Linked DNA regions of Mus musculus: all the other regions are linked to region 3. Evidence: chromatin contacts called from public HiChIP or PLAC-seq and promoter capture Hi-C data. All regions are on one chromosome and are shown on one strand. Each heading gives the region's core, a stretch centred on a gene start, on an enhancer-like site or on the middle of the called end of the contact. The rest is flanking DNA. Distances are from core to core; before and after follow the strand shown. Region 1 holds the start of Map3k21 (mitogen-activated protein kinase kinase kinase 21). Region 2 overlaps Nrp1 (neuropilin 1). Region 3 holds the start of Rbm34 (RNA binding motif protein 34). Region 4 holds the start of Nrp1 (neuropilin 1).

What was found. Promoter capture Hi-C pulls out the DNA fragments that hold promoters and counts their contacts. HiChIP or PLAC-seq counts read pairs in DNA pulled down with a chosen protein or histone mark.
Region 1: a contact with region 3 is called in a promoter capture Hi-C map of hippocampal neurons, with 4 times the contacts expected there. The contact joins the promoter of Map3k21 here to the promoter of Rbm34 in region 3. A contact is called at or near these places in 1 of 39 promoter capture datasets (hippocampal neurons) and 1 of 115 datasets of contacts at active chromatin or transcription factors (forebrain).
Region 2: an H3K4me3 HiChIP or PLAC-seq map of bone marrow-derived macrophages shows a contact between it and region 3, with 4 times the contacts expected there. The contact joins the enhancer-like site here to the promoter of Rbm34 in region 3. A contact is called at or near these places in 6 of 39 promoter capture datasets (the 3T3-L1 cell line, cranial neural crest, embryonic stem cells and 2 more) and 4 of 115 datasets of contacts at active chromatin or transcription factors (astrocytes, bone marrow-derived macrophages, extraembryonic endoderm stem cells and 1 more).
Region 4: a contact with region 3 is called in a promoter capture Hi-C map of second pharyngeal arch cranial neural crest, with 10 times the contacts expected there. The contact joins the promoter of Nrp1 here to the promoter of Rbm34 in region 3. A contact is called at or near these places in 8 of 39 promoter capture datasets (the 3T3-L1 cell line, cranial neural crest, embryonic stem cells and 3 more), 3 of 15 datasets of contacts at CTCF or cohesin (the NIH/3T3 cell line, embryonic stem cells and stem cell-derived epiblast-like cells), 18 of 484 Hi-C or Micro-C datasets (the AML12 cell line, the G1E-ER4 cell line, the N1E-115 cell line and 12 more), 11 of 115 datasets of contacts at active chromatin or transcription factors (the NIH/3T3 cell line, astrocytes, embryonic forebrain and 6 more) and 3 of 9 other capture datasets (adipose tissue, embryonic stem cells and liver).

The regions. Positions count from the first base shown.
Region 1 is chr8:125,908,958-125,912,007 of GRCm38.p6, forward strand. It overlaps Map3k21 (mitogen-activated protein kinase kinase kinase 21), which reads left to right and starts at 1,493. Exons shown (of 10, transcript NM_145608.2): 1 at 1,493-2,476. The coding sequence starts at 1,720.
Region 2 is chr8:128,449,356-128,452,517 of GRCm38.p6, forward strand. All of the region lies in intron 6 of Nrp1 (neuropilin 1), which reads left to right. Among named protein-coding and RNA genes, the nearest start is that of Gm32643, 42 kb to the right of the region's middle. Within about 2 kb of position 1,451, at least 40 of the 459 cell types and tissues checked have an H3K27ac peak or open chromatin away from gene starts, as enhancers often do. A contact at or near this core is called in bone marrow-derived macrophages and extraembryonic endoderm stem cells, where this site is marked.
Region 3 is chr8:126,969,783-126,972,537 of GRCm38.p6, forward strand. It overlaps Rbm34 (RNA binding motif protein 34), which reads right to left and starts at 1,267. Exons shown (of 11, transcript NM_172762.3): 1 at 1,208-1,267; 2 at 956-1,127; 3 at 201-346. The coding sequence starts at 1,257.
Region 4 is chr8:128,357,415-128,360,344 of GRCm38.p6, forward strand. Nrp1 (neuropilin 1) reads left to right here and starts at 1,659. Exons shown (of 17, transcript NM_008737.2): 1 at 1,659-2,218. The coding sequence starts at 2,146. A930035F09Rik (a long non-coding RNA gene) reads right to left here and starts at 823. Exons shown (of 3, transcript XR_879381.3): 1 at 1-823. Mir1903 (microRNA 1903) reads left to right here and starts at 1,827; the gene lies at 1,827-1,906.

The sequences.
Region 1 (3,050 bases), core at 243-2,742, 1.1 Mb before region 3:
AGAGCTCACTGTTCTGAGTTCCCGGCAAACCTGTGTTCTAAAGTATGTACAAGGTCAGCATAGGCAGCCGGACAAAACTCTGCCTCAAAATAAAAAGTATTAATATTGGTGTGAATTATTATTCAACAAACACCCTCCAGGCTCTTCTCAGCTACCACGCGAGGTTACCGTTTTACAGATGAGCAAATTTAGACACTGCGAACAAACAAAACGGCAAAGAGCCGAAGCAAAACAAAACCTCCTTATGTGCTCTCGTGTTAGGAGCATCCTACACCGGCCAGGACGCTCAGGCTTAGCACACGTTGTGTTCTGGTGTCGTGAACCAATTTTGCAACTGTATTCTCTACTTTTTAAAGCTTCATCAGTTGTGTCACCCTGGCAACCTGTAGCTCATAGGTGCCTCCAAGGTAGTCTACATCGGAGTCTGAGGGTACACAGGGTTAGACGGGACCTGGGGATTCCTGACATCGGAGCACTGTAGGCACAGGAACGCGCCAGCTTTCGGGGTTATGAGACTGTGGTTCCCTATGTCTGTAACCTGGAGACTTTCCATGCCTGCAGTCCGGTGAGATCAAGCACACTAGACCTCTGTCTGGAACCGCGCTCCAGGATCCGAACGTCTATCTGTTGCTGGGATGGTCTGTCACTTTACATCTAGAGCTCCAGGGTCCTCTTCTCTCCATCTCCTCTCTCTTTTCACTGAGGAGTCCAACCATCTTCGAGCACCATGATCTCTCTCTTTAACTTTCTGGAAAACTTTAAGTGGCCCCAGGCTTACTCCGCCATCGAGGCCAAGAGGGCGCCTGAGGTGTAGTGGAGACGCCAGAGGGCGGGCTCAGAATAGGTCACGCGTGGAGGTGAAAAGGCTGACAGTCTGGGGGCGGGGTCAGAATGGACCTAGAAAGCGGAGGCGGTCCCCGAAGGGCGGTCGAGGGGACCCGGCTGTTTAGAGGATCGTCAGTAAGGGACCTTGAGTAATGGATTTGGAACGGGTGGGACAGATCCAGGAGATCAAAAGAAGGTGGTCCTTATGAACTCAGAGCAGAGAGTGGGCCTAAGAAGACTGCCCCAGCGCGAAGTAAATGGACCTAGAGGTGTGGATCCAGGAGCACCAATGAACTTAGAGAATGAACTTGGGAAAGGGCGGGCACCAGGGGTGGAACCAGGAAGACTTGGAGGGAGGACGAATCTCGGCAAAGCAAAATTACAGGGGCAGAAACGCCAACCTGGCGGAATGGGTTTGCTGGGGGCGTGTCGGGCACAGGAGACTCAGGTTCAGGTTAGACTCAGAGAGAGTTCTAGGGGTTAAAGAACCTGGAGGGCGGGACTGGCACTAGGGAGGGACTAATGGAGGGTGGAACCCAGGGGTAACGAACCCGGCGGGGCCAGAGCTAGTGCCAAGGGGAAAGGACCTGGAGGGTGGAGTGGCCAAGGAGGAGGGGCTGAGGGTGGGGGCGACTTCTGGGGAGCGCGCGTAAGTCTAAGCAGGTCCAGCACCGCCACCGGTTGTCCGCGCTAGCGGCTGCGGGGAAGAACTAGCCAAACTGGAGGCAGAGCAGAGGTCAGAGCCCCCGGGCAGTGGTCGTAACCTCTGTAGTCCTGCTCCAGCCCTGCACCCTTCCCTGTTAGCTCGGACCGATGATACGCGTCGCTGGAGACCCGGAAAGCTGAGGTTGTGGCTGTCGCACTTGGTCCACTAGCGACCTCTCAATCGCCCCTATGGCTCTACCTGTAGCCGAGGGCACGGCTGACACGCCGCTGTCCCCGGCCCGGGACGACTCGGGGAGTACCTCCTCCGGGATGTGGGCCGCGCTTTATGATTACGAAGCGCGCGGTGAGGACGAGCTGAGCCTGAGGCGCGGTCAGCTGGTCGAGGTACTGTCGCAGGACGCCGCGGTGTCAGGAGACGAGGGCTGGTGGGCCGGCCAAGTGCAGCGGCGCCTGGGCATCTTTCCGGCCAGCTACGTGGCGCCCTGTGGCCCGGTGCCGCCGCCGGCGCCGCCCCCGCCGAGACCCTGCTCGCCTGTGCACGTAGACTTCGAGCGCCTGGAGCTCAAGGAGCTGATCGGCGCCGGCGGCTTCGGTCAGGTGTACCGCGCCACCTGGCAGGGCCAGGAGGTGGCGGTGAAGGCGGCGCGCCGGGACCCGGAGCAGGACGCGGCGGCGGCGGCCGAGAGCGTACGGCGCGAGGCGCGGCTCTTCGCTATGCTGCGGCACCCCAACATCATCCAGCTGCGGGGTGTGTGCCTGCGGCAGCCGCACCTCTGCCTGGTGCTGGAGTTCGCGCGTGGCGGCGCGCTCAACCGCGCGCTGGCGGCGGCAGCATCGGATCCGCGAGCGCCCGGCCCCCGCCGCGCGCGCCGCATCCCCCCACAGGTTCTGGTCAACTGGGCGGTGCAGATCGCCCGCGGCATGCTGTACCTGCACGAGGAGGCGGTGGTGCCCATCCTGCACCGTGACCTCAAGTCCAGCAACAGTAAGTGAGGCTAGCCCCAAGGGAATTAGGTTCCAGGAGCCAAGAGAGGGGTCTGGCTCTGACACAGAGTGGGAAGACAGGCTCTGGTTAACTTGCTTTAGGGAAGTTCGTACTTACCCTGGCGTTATTACCTGTGAGCACCCCTTTAAAAGACAGGGTCAGGAGCTTGTAGATAAATTTTTTTTTACTCTCCGGACCTATCGGACACTACACATATAATCTGTGTAGGTCTCCCAATACGCTTGCACGGGACTTTACCAGCCCTGGCCTTAAACAGAGCATGTTTAGCCTGGTGGCCACATTACCTGCACTCCGTCAGTCATTTCCTTCCACTTTACAAGTGTCTTATTAAAGTTTCTAATTCTTTTCTCCTGGTACGCTCTGCAAAAGCTGGGCTTCACGCATTCCAAGCAGGCATTCTGCCGCTGAGCTCTACCCCACCACCCACCCCAAACCATGTTCACTGTGAACATGGCTTCTTGCCCTTGGTCTTTCCTTACGGGTCAGAAGTCTCTGTCTCTGAAACATGACTGTACTGTTAGGAGAAATCTTTTCTGCACATTGGAAAGCACCC
Region 2 (3,162 bases), core at 201-2,700, 1.5 Mb after region 3:
TGTGATATCTATGTCTGTGTGTGTGAATTCATATGTTTGATTGTATGGTGTCTGTGTGTGTGCATGTGTATGCGCGCGTGCGTGTGTGTGTGTGTGTGTGTGTGTGTGTGTGTGTGTGTGTGTTGGAGTCTGAAGACACCCTTGTTCTCTAAGTAAAGTCTGCCAAAAGATAAAAGACAGAGGAGCAATATTAATTTCTGGTAGGCAACTGGGTAAGATTTTGCTATTCCTTTTGCCTCTTTCTCATGAACCCTGACAAAGAACCAAGTGGAACTGCTTACTAGTCAAGGACTAACTCACAATTAAATTTTTGTTTTTAAGTTGGTTCTACTGGTTTGTGGGTTAACACTAGAAGAGTGTCAAGGAATCAGATCCAGCTGCAACCGGAACTTGGTTTTCTCTTAACTATGGTCAGAAGGATTCATTCACGTGTCTAAGATTACCAGAGAATGTTGGATCTTTGTCTTGAACTTTAAAAAAAAATCCATAACTATCAGCTTATTCTTCCACCATATAATAATATTCAAAGTAAACTCTTCCAGTAGCCTTGTGTGCAGTTTAAAGTAATCAACAAGGTAGTCACAGATGGCCTCATATTTCCCATAACTGCACAAAATATTTAATTTCCAAAAAAAAAAAAAGCTGTTGGATTATATTTTTGCTGCCACCGAACTTGAAGACCAGCATGGGGTGCCTTGAGCCACACAGGGTGACTCTGGACCAGGGAATATGACAGTTTGTTTCTCAGTTTATTTATCCATAAAATTTTCCTTGTTTGATAGGTGGTTTGAAGGAGGTAACACATTTAAGTTTTACCCTTAAATTAAATACCCTAAACACAGAGGCTGCATTGCAGATTTTCTATTAAAAAGAACAATTTTAGTTATCAGCATTTTTCTAAATAAGACAATAATCGTGACAAAATAATATAGATAAAGAATTATGTTATTAACCATCAGAGGATTATGTTATTAACCTTAGGTGGTTGTGTTCTGATTAGCATCTATAAAAAGCCAGAGATCCTGAGTTTCAAGCAGACAATGGTCAGATGCTGTGAATCAGCCCACTCAGCCTAGAATAGCTGAGGTCTACATGCCTGGCTAGGTCAGAAAACATGTGTTTTATCTAAGGAAATGAGACAATTACTTAAAAATATTTTCTTTAGCTTTAGTATCAACTGATGAATTAAACAGCCTTGAGTCATCAGAGATGTTCTGAAGAAAACCTGCCATGTCTTCCCCTCACAAGCAGACTTTCCGGTTTTTAATCAGACCTCAGTTCTTTGTCCTTTATTTTCTCAGGCTGTTGTGCTGGCCTGCCAGGGGAGCATTAAAAGCTGATAAATGCTCCCTTGCCAATGCTCACTCACGGGGCCGTATTTTATTGAGCAAGGCAGATTTTCATTTTGGAAATGAGGTTTTCCACATTACATTACCAATGGCCGGTTGTGCGCAGTCATGGCAAGCAGCGGCAAGCATTTCATGGCTCAAAGGCTACGAGCTGTGTGATTTACTATACAATGCTGAGAAATGCTGCTTCGTCCTCCAGTGATCCTCAGTAAAATGTGGGCCTTTCCTTGCCTCTCTGTATCTGGGGAATGTGTTTCCTGTTATTGTGAAGACAATGCCTTTGGCCGTAAAGTGTTTATTCTTGTAGATACCTGAACAGAAAGAGCAAGGAAGGAGTCAGGGGACCCCTGCCTTCCAGGGTCCCCAGCAGTAGGACCAACGCTGCTCCCTATCTCACACCTACAAGGAAAAGCTGGTGATTTCTTTGTTTCTGCCTGATAGCTCTTTGTTCAAAAATAAGATATGGTGAGAGAATCTAGACTCTTTGAATTTTATATCAATGTTGGAAACAGTGTCTTATTGAGTCACTTATGTCCACTGAGCTGTGAAAACTGGCTCAGGAAGCAGCCACTAGAACTCCAAAGTCTGATGAACTTCTGAAGATAGTGTACATACCACTGGATACTTTCCAGATGTTGATGTGTGTCATACCCCCAGTGGGAAGTGCTCAACGAGCTGAGAAAACCATTTGATGTTCAATGGCACATGTGCCTACCCCCACTCCATATCCCTCCCCACCATCCCTCATCACAGAATTCCTCCAAATTCAGACCTGAAAACACATCCATCTTCCAGGCAAGAATATGACAGCTAGAAAGTAAAGATATACTCTAAAACTCCGAAAGTTAAGGATATTCTACAAACTCAGAAAGTAAGGACTCTCAAATAATCAGGAGACAGTGAGAGAAGAGAAGTTGCCTGGGTTTGGGAAGCATATTACCTGATCGTAGTACCTGTGAGCCTAAATATCTGTGGGGAAAGAGAGCAACATGCAGGAAAGGAACCCTCCAGAACACAGCGGGGGTGCACTGTGGAGAACTTCCCTGAACAGTGCTGGCTTCTCTACTATTCCTGCTGTTTGTCTTAAGTGTACCATTCTTGTGGCCTGGAATAGAAGGTGGGTGAAAGCAAAGCAAAGTCCGGACATGGACGAGGATGGATCTGGAGATTCTACATTATCTCCACAGCTGCTGACCACTGCCTTCCAATTAGTGTCCTTCAGAGTCCACGCATTTAAGACCAACAGTGTCTGCTAGTGTGAGAAGCATAGCTGGCTACTTGGTGCTGACTGTTTCATCTTTACAGATCTTCATGGTCAATTCTGCTCTTCCTGTGTGCCCCACTCCCTTCCTCTTCCTGTCTACTTGCAGAATCCTACTATAGAATCTTTGCTACACACTTGGACATCACAGTCAGCTGTGAAATGTCTCCCCTCCCCCACCCTTCCCAATGTTTAACGTTGCATCTTTTCTTTCCTGTTTCATACTGTGTATGTCAGCCCTTCCTAAGGTCACACATTTGAAGTTGCCACAGATTTGCTATCTGTCCAAATCTACTGAACACACCTCTCTAGAGTCAATGATTATTACATTAAGTCCAATACCGGAGGGCTCAAAAGTAGCAGGACATAAATCCATCAGTATGGGGTGATACCCTTAAAATGGTGATGAGGTTAGGTGTGGTGGCACATACTTGTCATCTCAGCACTCAGAAGGCTAAGGCAAGAGAAGCCTGAGAGTTCCAGACCAGTTTTGGCTAAGTAGTGGGTTCTAGATCAGCCTAAACTTCACAGAACCTGTGTGTGTGTGTGTGT
Region 3 (2,755 bases), core at 17-2,516:
ACCTAAAAAGCTGATCTACCAGTATCTGTTCGCTTAGGATAAATGGCTTTCTTGTATCTTTTAACCCTGTATGAGACTTTGTATAATGTATTTTTTAAATTTCAGAATATGCAGTGAAAAAAATTAAGATGAACATTAAAAAAAAAAAAAAAAAAACTGCCTGAGGTATTTAATATAGCAAAAAGGAGATTTCTACCAACCTGTTTGCCAGTCTTTTGTCTGCATCAGAGAGTTTCTTCACTTTCACTTTTCTCGAAGGCTCTTGCAAAACTGGCTTTTTAGTTTGGGACACACTCTCTTCTTCATCATCATCATCATCATCAAGTTTTCTTTTTTTAGATGTTTCCTTTCAAAAGTTTGAAGTCATATTTAAAACCTCAAACTTTAAAAAAAAAAAAAATCCTGACCCTAAAGCTGTGTGTTGTGGCTTATATCTGTAATTCCAGTATTCAGGAATAGAGGCAGGAGGAACTGTGCCAGGCCAGCCAGAGCTACATAGCAAAGTCCCTCCGTCTCCAAGTCCCTGAGCAGTACTCCGATGTGCCTTTCTACATGGATACTTCTTCACGGGTTACGGAGAGAAGCAGAATATTCTTGCAGCACCAGCCATTCAGTGGAAAGGTGAGGCAGGAATATAGAATCTGGGTTACCGTGTATTCTAAGCGTGCGCAACTAGTGTGATCCTGTCTCAAAATAAAAAAGTCAAGTCGGACATGGTGGGAGCGACTCTGTAATCTCAGAACTCAAGGCTGGAGAAGGATCAGGAGTTTAGTTCATCCTCGGATACATAACTGAAATTTGAGGCTTACACGGTCTACAGGTGACCCTGCCAATCAAATAGGCTGAGGGTGAAGCGCTAGCCCTGCTCAAAGGACCAGACAGTCACTGCTGTCAGGAGAGTGACCCTCTACATCTCTCTCTACCGGGATACTCAGGGTGCAGCCCGGCGACTCACCTGGGGCACAGGCACAAATACAGGAGGAGCCGATGGCTCCGCGGTGCTGAAGAGAGCGGCCAGCCGCCCCGTCCCGCCTCCAGGAGGCCGCGGGCCGCCCCGCAAGCTGTCGGCGACCTGTCCCACCAGGTAGTCGCTGGCCGCACAGCTCACGCCGTCTCCAGAGCTCTGTCTGCAAACACAAGAGCACTCTTCAGCCACGCCGCGCCACTCACCGCCAACCCATCCACACCAACGCCCGCCGCCACTCACCTCCGCTCCGAGCCCTTCCTTCTCTTGCGTTCCTCCCCTCCCAGAGCCATGCTGAAAACTGAGCTTCCGGGATGGAAGTCCTAGGTCCGCGCTTCTGGGATCCGACTAGTCATGCGTTCCCTCTGGTTCCGGGTTCCGGCAGCCTCCGGGTTCCGACTACTTCCGTTCTAAGGCTGAGCTCTTCCGCTCAGGACCACACCCCCTCTCCCCATTCAGCCCGTGGCTGCGCAGGAGCCGCGCTATGCTTAATACTAATGGTTTTGCAGTCCGCAGGCGTCTCAGGGAAACCTAGGCTGAGGGAGTGCAGCAAGTCTCACGAGTAGCTGAGGCCTCGTGTTAGTACGAGGGTCAGCTAAAACCTGACATAGTGGCTTAGGTCTTTAATCCCAGAATTTGGGGCTCGAAGTAGCCGGATTACCTCGATTTCCAGGACCGGCTAAAACCACATGGCTCCAGCATAGCTACCTCGTCTCAAATAAAACAAGCCCCCCCGCCCCCCAGGCTTAGGGAAGGCTGTCGGCCACAGCTCATTAAGGAAGGAGGTTTCCAAGAGAAATGGGGCTACAGGGATGTGTCTTAGCAGTCGGGGAAGGGTACACCTTTCCCGAAGTTTGACGTTTCAAAGTCGGCAGAAAACAAGTATTTGGGATCACAGTTTAACTGGTCACATCCTTGTACTATTCCGTCTTCAAAGCCGCCCTGTCATTTATTTTTATATTTATTTATTATTATACATAAGTACATTGTAGCTGTCTTCAGACACACCAGAAGAGGGTGTCAGATCTCATTATGGATGGATGTGAGCCACCATGTGGTTCCTGGGATTTGAACTCAAGACCTTCTGAGGAAGAGCAGTCAGTGCTCTTATCCACTGAGCCATCTCACCAGCCCCCTCCCCACCTCCCGTCATTCTTTAAGTAAATTCATACTTAGATTTTTTTTTAATAGTGGCTTATATTTGTAATCCCTGTTCTCTAGGGCCTAGGTAGAGCTTGGCCATGATTTTGAGGCTATTCTGGGATATGCGGTCGTAGCCTCTTTTGCCTGCAGGAAGTCCAGCATGTTGGGATCTCCCCAGTTACCAAGATAGAGAGACACCCAAGTGAGCTTGCAGGCCAGATTTAAAGCACATTAGGGAATGCTGGGGTAGGTGACCTCTATGTTAATATGTTGGGTCTATCTCTAGGGATACTGACATTCCATTACTGGGATGTGGGGGCTGGAAACTTGCTGGGGAGGTCTGGGAACTGTTACTGAGGAACTCTGGAAACTGCTGCTGACCCATTGTGCTTGCTTCAGGCCAGGTGGCTGGGACATTCCATTACCTGGGCATGAAAGCTGGAGCCTGGGCTTTTTCCTGTTAGTAATTGACTTGTCTGGACTTGCCCAGTTTTTAGGCCTGGTCTCCTAAACTCCTATTTGAAGTCTGTCACGGAGTCAGCCTAGGCTTCTCATTCCTCCCTTTCAGTAATGGGCCAACTCTAACCCTTGAGAGGTTTCCGAGGCCCCTGCACTAGCAGCTCCAGCCAGCCCTATGTTAAGGAAGAG
Region 4 (2,930 bases), core at 409-2,908, 1.4 Mb after region 3:
GGTTGGCGCTGCGGTGGGGCAGGGAGGGAGAGGCTGCGTTGGAGGCGGGGCTGGTAACCAGGGCCGGAAAGAAGGCTGGACTCTGGAGCCAGTGGGTCCTGCGCGGGAGCCCAGGAGGGAGATCCGCACAACGGACAAGCCTCAATTCAGCGCCCAGCCCAGACATCCAACGCAGAGTCCTGGCCTAGGGCACCAGTGTCCTGAGCGATCTTTCTCCCTGAATGACCCTAGTTTTTCAGCCAAAACCTTTGACCAGAGTCTCCTTGCCAGCATTCCCAAATCTTTGCAACCCCTTGTACCAGGTAGGAGTCAGTCTCTGTGGTGGCAGTATGTCTATAAATGCCACTTCCCAGAAGGCGTATGACCTTTTCACCTTACCCACCAGCTCCTTCGGAGGTCATTGAGCCCGGTATATGTACTTGATCAGAAGCCTCAACCAGTTTATGTCCCTGGGTGTCCTTGCTATTCATAAACCAAAGCCACCTGCTGCAGTTCTCGGAAAGCCCTCGAGGATGGAACCGGACTACATGGGGGAGGGGAGGCACTGGGCAGACACCAGGGACGCACCTCGTAAGTGGGTGGCGTATGAGGCTGGAGGATCAGTAGACACAATTGCCTGTAATCTAAACCTGGCACTAGGAGACCCTTGCAAAGATCATCCTGTCACCCTCACAAGGGGTCGTTGCCAGTCTTATCCTTCCCTCGGTGTGCACAGAAATGGGTCCCTCGACCCCTGATTCAGATTCTTGGAGTTCTACGTGGCTGGTCTGCGACTGTTGGCGGCTGCCCCCTAGCTGAAAGGCGCGCCACCATCCATCCTCCGAGCTCATGTAACCCCAAAGAAGAGGGGACCAAATCTCGGGGAACAATGCAGCCTGAAGCGTCAGGGGTGGGGATGGGGGTATCAGGTACCCATCCTCGCCTTTATGCACGGCGAGGAGACCTTGTTCCGCTGCAGCCAGGGTCCGTGCTCTAAGAAAGTCTGCCTATGCTTTACGTGGCAGACTGGGTCACAGTTCTCTAAGATCAACAGCGTGTCTCGCAGAACAACCAAGGCGTTCTTCTTTTAGTCTAAGTCCTACTCGGAGCGTCCTGGAGCGCCCGACTGCTTCCTGCCCCAAACCTCAGGCTGACACCCAGGAAGTGAAAGCGGGGACTGACAGCGCGATCCACGCCTCCGGGGGCGCCGGTACCTAGGGATTAGGAGTTCCGTGAAGTAGCAGCTAACCCCGGTCTCTCGGAACTCCTTGACTCCAGGATCCTCGCCTACACGAGCAGCCTAGTTCAGTTCTGGGGTGCAGAGATCTCGTCAAGGTAGACTAGCCTGCCACTGGGGCTGGTACCACTTGTACTGCCCCTTCTGACACACATACGTGACCTTGCGCTCTGGGCGCAGACAACCTGCTCCCTAGTGACCTTCTTCCCGCGGAGAGCACAGCAGGGTACCCGGAGGTGGGGTGGAGGGGGGAGCCCAGAGGACCAACCGGGAAAGCACGCGGAGAGAAACTTGTGTCTCTGAATCTCCAGCCAGGCAATCACTGGCAGAGCTGTGCGGGGAGGGGGCGGGAGGAAGGGAGGGAAGGGCTCTGGGAGGGAGGGGGAGGTCGGAGAGAGAGGCGGGTGCCAGTGGAGAAAGTCCTTGCTCTCCCGCTCATCTTTTCATTGCTCTCTCTCCTTCCCGCAGACAACCCGGACCTCCTCTGGGCGCCAGCTCCTCGGCTCCAACCCGTCCAGAATCAAGCGGGATTTTTTTTTTCTTTCCCTCTAGAAATTGGCTTTGGTGTGTCGCCCGCCCTCTCCCCTCCTCCTCGCAACTCCTCCCCTCTTTTTTTTCCTCCTTCTTCTTCTTCCTGAGACATGGCCCGGGCAGTGGCTCCTGGAAGAGGAACAAGTGTGGGAAAAGGGAGAGGAAATCGGAGCTAAATGACAGGATGCAGGCGACTTGAGACACAAAAAGAAAAGCGCTTCTCGCGAATTCAGGCATTGCCTCGCCGCTAGCCTTCCCCGCCAAGACCCGCTGAGGATTTTCTGGTTCTTAGGCGGACTTAAGAGCGTTTCGGATTGTTAAGATTATCGTTTGCTGGTTTTTCGTCCGCGCAATCGTGTTCTCCTGCGGCTGCCTGGGGACTGGCTTGGCGAAGGAGGATGGAGAGGGGGCTGCCGTTGCTGTGCGCCACGCTCGCCCTTGCCCTCGCCCTGGCGGGCGCTTTCCGCAGCGGTAAGTGACAGCCGGAGACGGGAGCAACCAGAGTGCCCGGGGCTGCCGAGTCCCCTCGGGCGAAGGGGTTCCAGCCCCAGCCACGGGACTTCCAGCCCCAGCCACGGGACGCGCGCACGGCTGCCGGGCGCAGGAAACTTGCCTGCGCAAGGAACGGAGAAGTCAGGGCGTCTGGGGCAGGAGGACCACAAACCCTCGGCCCCCTGCTCCAGTTGGTTGCTGGCTTCTCCTGCCTCTGTTTCGAGACAGAGCTGCCTACCTTCCCAGATCAGCACACCAATTATCTTAATAATGTTTCCTCCCAGAGGCAATTAAATGAGACTCCCTTTCAAAAATCTGATGGCTGCTGAGAGTTAATGAACACTTCACCGGGAGGACTTCCTGGTTCTCCTCAAAACACCCCTGCTCGGTTTCCTCTGGTGGGCGACACAGAGAGATAGCGGTCAGTCTTGGCGCTGGAACTCTCCGCTGCCTTTGTAAACCGTCTGTGATCAGTCTGAAGTATGAATGAAAGTCGCACTGTCAATAAAGGCTTTGGATCTATTCAGTGTGAGGTACCAGCGTGTCTGAGAATTCGTAACCCTGTTGCAGCTTCCAGTTGGCTTTTAAAACCACTCACTGTTAAGTAAATGAAAGGCAGTCCTGGGTATAAACAGTGCCTTGGAACATAAAGAGTGTGTTTAAAATGGGATCTGGTACAAATGTGTTCCAC